Linked DNA regions of Mus musculus: region 1 is linked to region 2. The links are chromatin contacts, called in public HiChIP or PLAC-seq maps. All regions are on one chromosome and are shown on one strand. The core of a region is the stretch at or near the end of the contact, and the rest is flanking DNA. Distances in the headings are between cores, read along the strand shown. Region 1 holds the start of Usp25 (ubiquitin specific peptidase 25). Region 2 overlaps Nrip1 (nuclear receptor interacting protein 1).

Region 1 (4,047 bases), core at 1,252-3,751, 660 kb after region 2:
ATACCTTATTCACCTTTCCTGAGGCCTCAATTCCCAATCCTGTCACCGTGGACCTTAAGTCAGTATGCCCTGAGAAATCCTCAGATTATATCATGAGTAAACACTTGATTTGTATTTCATATAATTTTTCACCGAATATCAATCATGTAATGTAGTAGGGTACGAGTTCATATGCAATATTCTGTGACTCTACAGTTCCAGCTACCAGGTCTTTCAAAGCCTCTAAATACACGACAAAGGTCTAAATACATGAGCAGCAAAGCTGACAGATACGCAAATTCTCAAAAACGGGCTTTTGTACTAATTTATGTTAATTCACAAATTTCTGCTCTCCAATTATTCCAATTACAATCTTTTTAAAAAAGAAACACATATAAGTTAACCTACAAATAAGTTATCTCAAAATCATATACTTGGACAATTGACAGTGTGCCAAAAATCATTGAATGAGTAAGAAATCTTCAGAAATGAGCTGGAAATTAAATCTCTAGGTGGGCTATTAAACTTTTATCTACTAGGTAGGTACTAAAGATTTTAAAACTAAGACTAAATAATGAAACTCTGGGGAATTATTGTACTACCAAATTCCTGAAGTTAAAGTTGAATATCTGGCAATAGATTTAAAAAAAAACCATTGTAATAGTTTTTTCACATTAATTTTTAACTTTTTAAAAGCAGTGGTCCTGAAGATCAAATGTGTAGCTATGTGCTTCCATGCTTACTACTAGTGAGCAGTATCTCAAATCTCAGGTAATTTTTGTACTTTTGAATGGAAGAAAATGACCTTGTAAAACTCTCTCCCCTGTGGAGAATCACAAAGCTACTCTGTGAATGAGAAGTTACAGCGCTGAGGTCTCTAACTGTGGAAACGTAGCTCTGAGGTCCATTCTCAGACACGTGCTCTCCGGGTCTGTGTTCTCATAAACAGCATGTGCTCTGGAATTCTTGCAGTATCCATAAAATTCCTCACCTCCAATCATTTCACAACCTTTGTAGTCAAGGATTTAGGACCATGAATGAAGTCAAAATTTAAAATTTGTCAAACGAACATGACAAATACAAGGAAGGAATCACAAAAGAGGGTTGAAGACATCCCAAAGGAAGATTAGATGTGGTTATAAAGTACAAAGAGTTATTACAAGACTTTTTCCGAGTTATTATGATGATATAAGACCTGGTATTTCTTGGATTCTTTACCAAGCCTGCTTTTCTTGCCGTGGATTAAATTACAGTCTAACTTGTATGTGCACTGTATTATTGTATTTGTAACCCTGTGCTCATTAATCTACCCTCCCCTGGGTCTCGGTCTTACTCTGTCCCTAGTTTAGCTGGTGCAATTGAAGATATTTTACTTCCAGGTTTCTTACTTACTGTTAGGCTTTTCCTCCAATTCCGTTTACAGTAGACTATTCCACATACGGTAGTTAATCGTTTGTTTAATTTGGCAACAGGGATATTAGAATTATGCATCATCTAGGCAGTGATTCTTTCATAATGTTGTTTGCCTTATGTCTATTCATTTAGATTCTCTTCAGTAAATAAACCTTAAATCCCCAGTCTAGCAGTGACTGTCACACATTCCAGTGCATGAAATAAACACAGAATGTCAGTCCTGATGTATGTAACGAATAGTTGAGAAAAGTACAGTCCAGAAGGACTTCTAACAGCGTTCTGCTTATTTGACTTTTTTCTTCCAGCAGGTTCATGGCTTGTGAAATTCCTAGAAAGGCTTGGGTGACATAGGAAATAGCTGGAGTTCTGGGCCCGCCCAGGTTTTGGGACATTACAGGTATGGAAGGACGTTGATTGTTTTGGAGACCGTTAGACAGGAAGGTGATCTGGTATACCGTCCTATGGCTCTAGCCTCGACTGGGGGTCGGGGGGTCGCAATGTCAGAGTTTAGCAAGAGCCTTAAATGGTGCACAGTAACCTGCAGGATGGGCGGTTCTGGCCGTCCAGCCCGCGCGCTGAGAGGAGCTTAGACGGAGGGCGGGGCCCACCAGGGGGCGGGGCAGCAACACAGCCCCTCCTTCCGCTCCCGCGGGTCACAATGTAGGGTTAGGACGGGTGGGGCGGGGCAGAGCGGGGGCGGGGCAGGAGGGCGGGGCGGGGGCGGTGACCGCGGCGAGGGAGGGGCTGGAGGCGGAGTCGCGGCGGCCGGAGGACAGCGCCATTCCGGGTGGCCGCTCCCTCCGTCCGCTTGCCGCCGGCCCGCAGTGGTCCCCCCGGAGCGGTCAGGCGAAGCTGAGTGCGAACGCGTGACGCGGCCCGGCTTGATCGTGCTCTCCGTCGCCTGCGCCCATGGGCCGGGCCGCCGCGGCTCAGCGGCGCTGAGGATCGGGGCGCAGAGGACCTGAGGCGGCCGCGGTGGCGCTCTCCGGTAGCGTCTCGCCGCTTGCCCGCGGGGCCCGCGTTCGCCCGCCGCCATCGCCTTCGCGCCCGGCTGGCGGGGGCGCCGTCCTCCCGGGCCGTCCGCGTCGCTGCCCCGGGCCCGGTAGAGCGCGACAGGCGGGGCCGCCGCGGGGGCCATGACCGTGGAGCAGAATGTGCTGCAGCAGAGCGCGGCGCAGAAGGTGAGGCGCGGGCTGGTCGCCGCTCCTCGACGGGCCGCGTGGCCTCCCGGCCGGCCGGGCCACTCCGGGAGCGTCGCGCTCGGTCCCGCGGGGCTGCGTGCGGAGCGGGGTGTGCAGTAGTGAGAGGCTTCGCGTCCACTCCCTTCTGCGGATTGCTCTCCCAGAACCGACGGCGCCGCGTCCCCAGAGTGACCCCCGCATTCCTCCAGTACTCACTCTGCCAGGCTTTGTAATTAAACTTTCTTCTCCTTCGCTTCCTTTTCCAGTCCCTTTTCTTCTGCAAGAATGTCACTTGTCACCCCTTTTGGACAGTTTCTCTTTCGGAGGTCTTATTGTGCCAGGCCTGCTGTTCTGGGGAAAAAAAAACCGGACCTCCCCAAAACGAATTACCTGTCTTCCAGGGCAGGTACATCGCATCGACCCAGGGTGGAATCTGTACAAGTAGAGTGTTTGGTTGGTTATTCTTTCTTTTCTTTATTTTATTCTCTCTTGGATCTAGAAAGTATCTCGCGCGTAAGGAGACCTTTATGGCTGTTACTCAAATCTTTTGTCCCCTAAGTTTGACCTTGCTCTCTTGTTCGTTCTTTACTCTAGCATCAGTTTCACGCAGAGTTAGGGGGGTCATCACATATTGTTTCTCGAACAGTATCTTGCTAGTTCTAGGTTTTACTTTAAGAATCTTTAAAAGCTCCAGCATAGCTTGCTCCATGTCCTGAAGAGCAGACGGTCATTACTTGTTCTGCCCTCCCCCCTCCCCCCTTATTGGTGTGAAAAGCATTTTGAGCACCGGGGAAATGTTGGCTTAGTTGAATTCTAATTGTAGGAGCAATTAGGTATACAGTGAACAGCCAGAGCCTCCTTTGGCTCATCGGTGTGAGTAATGGATGCCACACCCTGCTGTAGTTTTGACACTAGGTACTTGCTGTAAAGCCTACCTGTGCTTGTCTTTAAAGTGAGGCCTGTTGTACTAAAAAATAGACCAATACCTTCAAACAGCCCCCCCCCCCCGTTTTTTTCTTTTTGTCATTAAAATAGTTTTAGCATTTTATGTTCCTTGAGATAACCAAAGATGTCAGAGAATGTTGGAAAGTAGGGATAGTGCATTGTTATTTTAGACACTTTGGTTAAAGTTGGTTTTGGAGCCTATTTTAGTCTATGCTTCTTGCACATTGAGACGATTATGGTGAACTGTGATGTAGTTTGTAATGTGGCAGAAGAATTCAAGACTGAATAACAATAACGAAGAAAACAGTTGGCCTCCCAATTCTGTATGTTGTTCCTAGAACACTATAATCTTTAGATGTTGATGTTGAATGTGTGCTGTAGTTTTGGTTGGAAGGTCATGGGATCTTTGGCATGTTAAGCAATAGGCTCAGTAGCATTTTCTTTATACTCATTTTGCATTTTAAAACGTCTTTATCTCAAAGTGGGAAAAGTTGCTGTCTTTTTTGCTTCTCTTAAACTTCAAGATTGC
Region 2 (4,005 bases), core at 1,098-3,597:
CCCAGGAAACTGTCCCAAAATGCTTCTCTCAGTCAAGTCTCCTATATTTAATTTACTAAGCAAACCCTTTGACACTATGCCACCTAAACCAACCTTTTGCAATATAAAAATGACTTAGGGGAAGAGAAACGACACTACAAAAGCCGTGCTTCGTCACCTTCTCTCTGTAGAGAAGTGAAAACATGTTTAGCTCTATAAGAGGAAATTCTCGCACATAGTTTTTGATCAGAAGGAGTATGATGCTGAACTCAAACTCCCAGCACGGCTTCCTATGGACTTCCCTACAGCTTTCCATTGCGCTAACACCTCTGATGGCATGGGGCCCAGCCCACTGCAACCTAGGATCCTCTAGGAAGAACTGGGATGGGTTGAGTGCACACCTACCACGCTGTATGTCTAACTCGCTCCAATAGCATCAGATCACATACGTCACCTTCTCTTTTTCTGGATGCTCACGCCTGTGGAGGTCAGAAGCTGAGGCTGGGTGTCCATCGCATGTTCTGAGACAGAGGCTCTGCCTGAAGGTGGAGCGCACCAGCCCATCGTGCTGGTCTAGCTGGGCCCTGCGTCCACAGCCCAAGTGTTAAAAGACTGCAGGTTCTAAGCATCTGACTCCTTGTTCTCATGCTTACACGGCAAGCGCCTTGCTGACTGAGCCTCCTCCCTACCCCCACTGTGTCCTTTTAAAGTAATAAATTAGAAGGCTTTATTTGTATATATAAATTAATTTGCTTTGGATGAGCTTCGTTTTGAAATACAATTCAAGGTCAATTTTTAGCTTTACAAGAGGAATTTCTCTCTCTCTCTCTTTTTTAACCAGAACGGGTGTGAGGCTGAGTTCAAACTCCCAGCACTGCTTCCAGTGGACTTTGCTACATCTTTTTATTTGCACTAACACTTCCAGTGGCATTTTTGTTTTCTAATAAAAAGGCCACATTGTTTCTCTCGACACTTCTTCAAAGCCCACCTCACTGACAGTGGTTTAAGCTCCTAGCACATTGATTGTGATATTATCCTAAGTTCTAAAACAGCCACAAAATGTCAGGATTTTCCCACTCCTCGGACATTTACAAGACATAGATGCCAAGGTTTATAATCACAACTTGACCACCGTTTATTGTTAAATATTGGTATAACTGGAAACCAATTATCTTAACAGTATAGCATAGCTTTCTGGAAAGAAAAACATCACACAAAATGAAAAAGAAGATGAGGGAAAGTGATCTCCGGGTGTTGGATCATACTTAGAAATGGAATATTAAATGTGCATTCGTCTCTGCGTTCCGTGTGGAGAAGCATGGGTTGAAGAAAGGGGGCTGGGCCTATAACCCAGTTACACGGAAGTTCTGGCCGGCCTCTGCAGCGAGAAGGTGCACACGCCAATTCTGCATCACACGCTTAGACGACTGGAGCAAACTCCACCCACCGTGCCCGCATGGGGCTCTGACATTTTCCTTTTCCTTTTCTGTAGATCACAATGCTTCAACATCATAATGATCTATTTATCTGAAAGACTTTCCCTCTGGAACAGCCTAGGACACAATGCCACCATGCCTCTGGTAGGCACAGTGATCAATCAAGATTCCACCCCCTCCATGTGGCCCACAAACTATATCGTTCTGCTTGTTTCACACTACTGAAGCAAACGAAGATGATTCCTGTATACCAGGTCCAAACCTATACCTAACTCAAGCTACTATATGATATCAGCGATCATATTGTTATATATAAGAAGATGTAGGTCATTAGTTCCTAGCCATTGTACTACCTAGAATTAAATGGCTACATTTAAGACTCCCTAGTCTTAAAAGTTGCTTTCCCTGCCCAGCCCTTCATTGCTTGTCCCATGGAAATCCCAATAAACGCCAGCCCAGTCTCCTCCCTAGCTCCTCTTGGTGGCTCTGGGCAACATTGTTGCTTCCCCACACCACCAAGCCCTGAGCTTACATGTTCTGAGAAGCCATGAGCACAGTAACTTCTTCTTCTGAGCCACTTTCTCATTTCTCAATGACCATACATTCCTAACGAAGAACAGCGTGTGAGCAGGACGTGGAGACTTCTTTTATTTCTCTCTCCACCTTGTAAAACACATATAATGATATGGAGATAAGCCTCCCTTCTGCTTGCAAAAGAGGTGCCCAAGGAAAGCCGCCTGACAATTCTGTAAGCAAAAAGGAAATTCTAGACGGACGACGTCGCTCAGGTTAACACAAGAGAAAGCTATGACGCCGACTGGAAAGGCGAGGTCAAGAGAACTCCAGTTAGACGCACCTGCTATGGACTATGTTAAATCGTAATTTTGTCAAGGAGACACTCCCCTTCCCGCCTCACCTGCTCACCCACCCCTTTTGCATTCAGCTCCATAAACAGCAGTTATCCCCCATTATAAAACAGTCGACGGTTAAAGGACTGAGCCAACCAAGAGCGTACAATCTTCCATAACTGACATTTACAGCATCGGCCTTGGACTTCTAATCTTTCCCAGACGGGCACACAAATCAATCCATCAGCTCATAAAGGTGTGCTTTTTTAACCTCTAAATCAGATGGGATTGGCCAGAAGTGTCTGGCATGTCAAACTGCTAATCACTGCTGCCCTCGGCTTAGGTTGAGGCAGGGTTGCACTGTAACCGACATCAGCCTGTGGGAAACCCATTTAACTGTCACACACCCCTGCCACTCCTGCTAGCCCTTAATTAAGCCTAATGCCTTATGCTCTGACCTTTTGTTCCAGCCTATTAACCCTATCCAGTACAAGTTCAATTACGCTACACTAAAAACTTTGCTGTAAAATATTAAATGCCAAGCTCCAAAAACCATAAGGGGTATTATCTTAACTTTAGGTTCTGGGCACCATGATACTCAATGCATTTAAAAGGAAAAAAAAAATGAGTTCCCTTCTGAAGCCATGCTGATTTTTACAGAAGAACCCCATCTCCGTTCCACCAACCTCCTTATTTTATAAAAAGAACAATTCAGAAAACGTCAAATGACTCACCCATTCCACAGCTCTGCCACGGCTCTCAAACACCACGGTGTCTGTGATTAACAGCTAAACTACCATGGTCAGCATTACAGCATTAGGAAGACAATACTACTTTTCAGTATCTATTAGGAAAAGTTATAGATAATGGATGGATGGATGGATGGATAGAAAGGTAGATAGATAGATATTCCTGAAACACAATAAATCACAACTGCAATATAGTTTAGAAGTGATGTTTCCTTTCTCCTCCAAGAATTCCTCCTCTTCTGGACTCACTTCTTTTGCTTTTTAGAAACAATATCGCCATGGTCACAGAGGAATGTCAAGTACTGCAACACCCCCAAGGTAATATGCCGAAAGGTAATGTTTTTCTAACGTTCCATTGACAAGTTTGATTGAGCCAATAATTTGAGCTACAAAATGTAGAATCACCAGACAAACATACCGCTCATACACACACACACACATATATATATATATATATATATACATATATATATACATATATATATGTGTGTGTGTGTATGTGTGTGTGTTGTGTGTGTCTGTATATATATATGTATATGTGTGTGTGTGTATATATATATATATATGAATAGATCTTTTTTCTACACATGTAATTATGGATTTCTGTTCACTTACAAGAATCTCAAAAATCTGAACCAAGAAATATTAGAACTTCACAGCAGGCTAAATCAAACGCAGTCCAAGTTAGCATGCTCATTTTATACATAGCAACCTGTTTCTCATTCTCCTTCCGTATACCTCACACCACTACCAAAAAAAAAAAAAAAAAAACCTTCTTTATTGCTTTTACTGTAACATAACAATTAAAACACAATCAATGCCATAAAATGTAAAGTGTCTACAGCAACTGGATCAGAGGCATGTTAAGTTTAGTTTTGTGGGGCTGGAGAGATGATGACTTAGTGGCTAAACCTGCTTATAAAGAGGACCCAAGTTCTGGTCCCAGCACTGCATCTGACAGCTCACAACCTGGGAAAACTGCAGCTCCGGGGG

What was found. HiChIP or PLAC-seq counts read pairs in DNA pulled down with a chosen protein or histone mark.
Region 1: a contact with region 2 is called in an H3K4me3 HiChIP or PLAC-seq map of bone marrow-derived macrophages, with 5 times the contacts expected there. The contact joins the promoter of Usp25 here to the enhancer-like site in region 2. A contact is called at or near these places in 2 of 39 promoter capture datasets (hematopoietic stem and progenitor cells and hippocampal neurons), 14 of 484 Hi-C or Micro-C datasets (CD4 T cells, CD8 T cells, DN3 thymocytes and 11 more) and 5 of 115 datasets of contacts at active chromatin or transcription factors (the 230-238 cell line, bone marrow-derived macrophages, large pre-B cells and 2 more).

What each region holds. Positions count from the first base shown.
Region 1 is chr16:77,011,568-77,015,614 of GRCm38.p6, forward strand. It overlaps Usp25 (ubiquitin specific peptidase 25), which reads left to right and starts at 2,502. Exons shown (of 24, transcript NM_013918.2): 1 at 2,502-2,573. The coding sequence starts at 2,529.
Region 2 is chr16:76,355,959-76,359,963 of GRCm38.p6, forward strand. The region is part of intron 1 of Nrip1 (nuclear receptor interacting protein 1); the gene reads right to left. Among named protein-coding and RNA genes, the nearest start is that of Nrip1, 15 kb to the right of the region's middle. Within about 2 kb of position 2,348, at least 32 of the 459 cell types and tissues checked have an H3K27ac peak or open chromatin away from gene starts, as enhancers often do. A contact at or near this core is called in adipose-derived mesenchymal stem cells and bone marrow-derived macrophages, where this site is marked.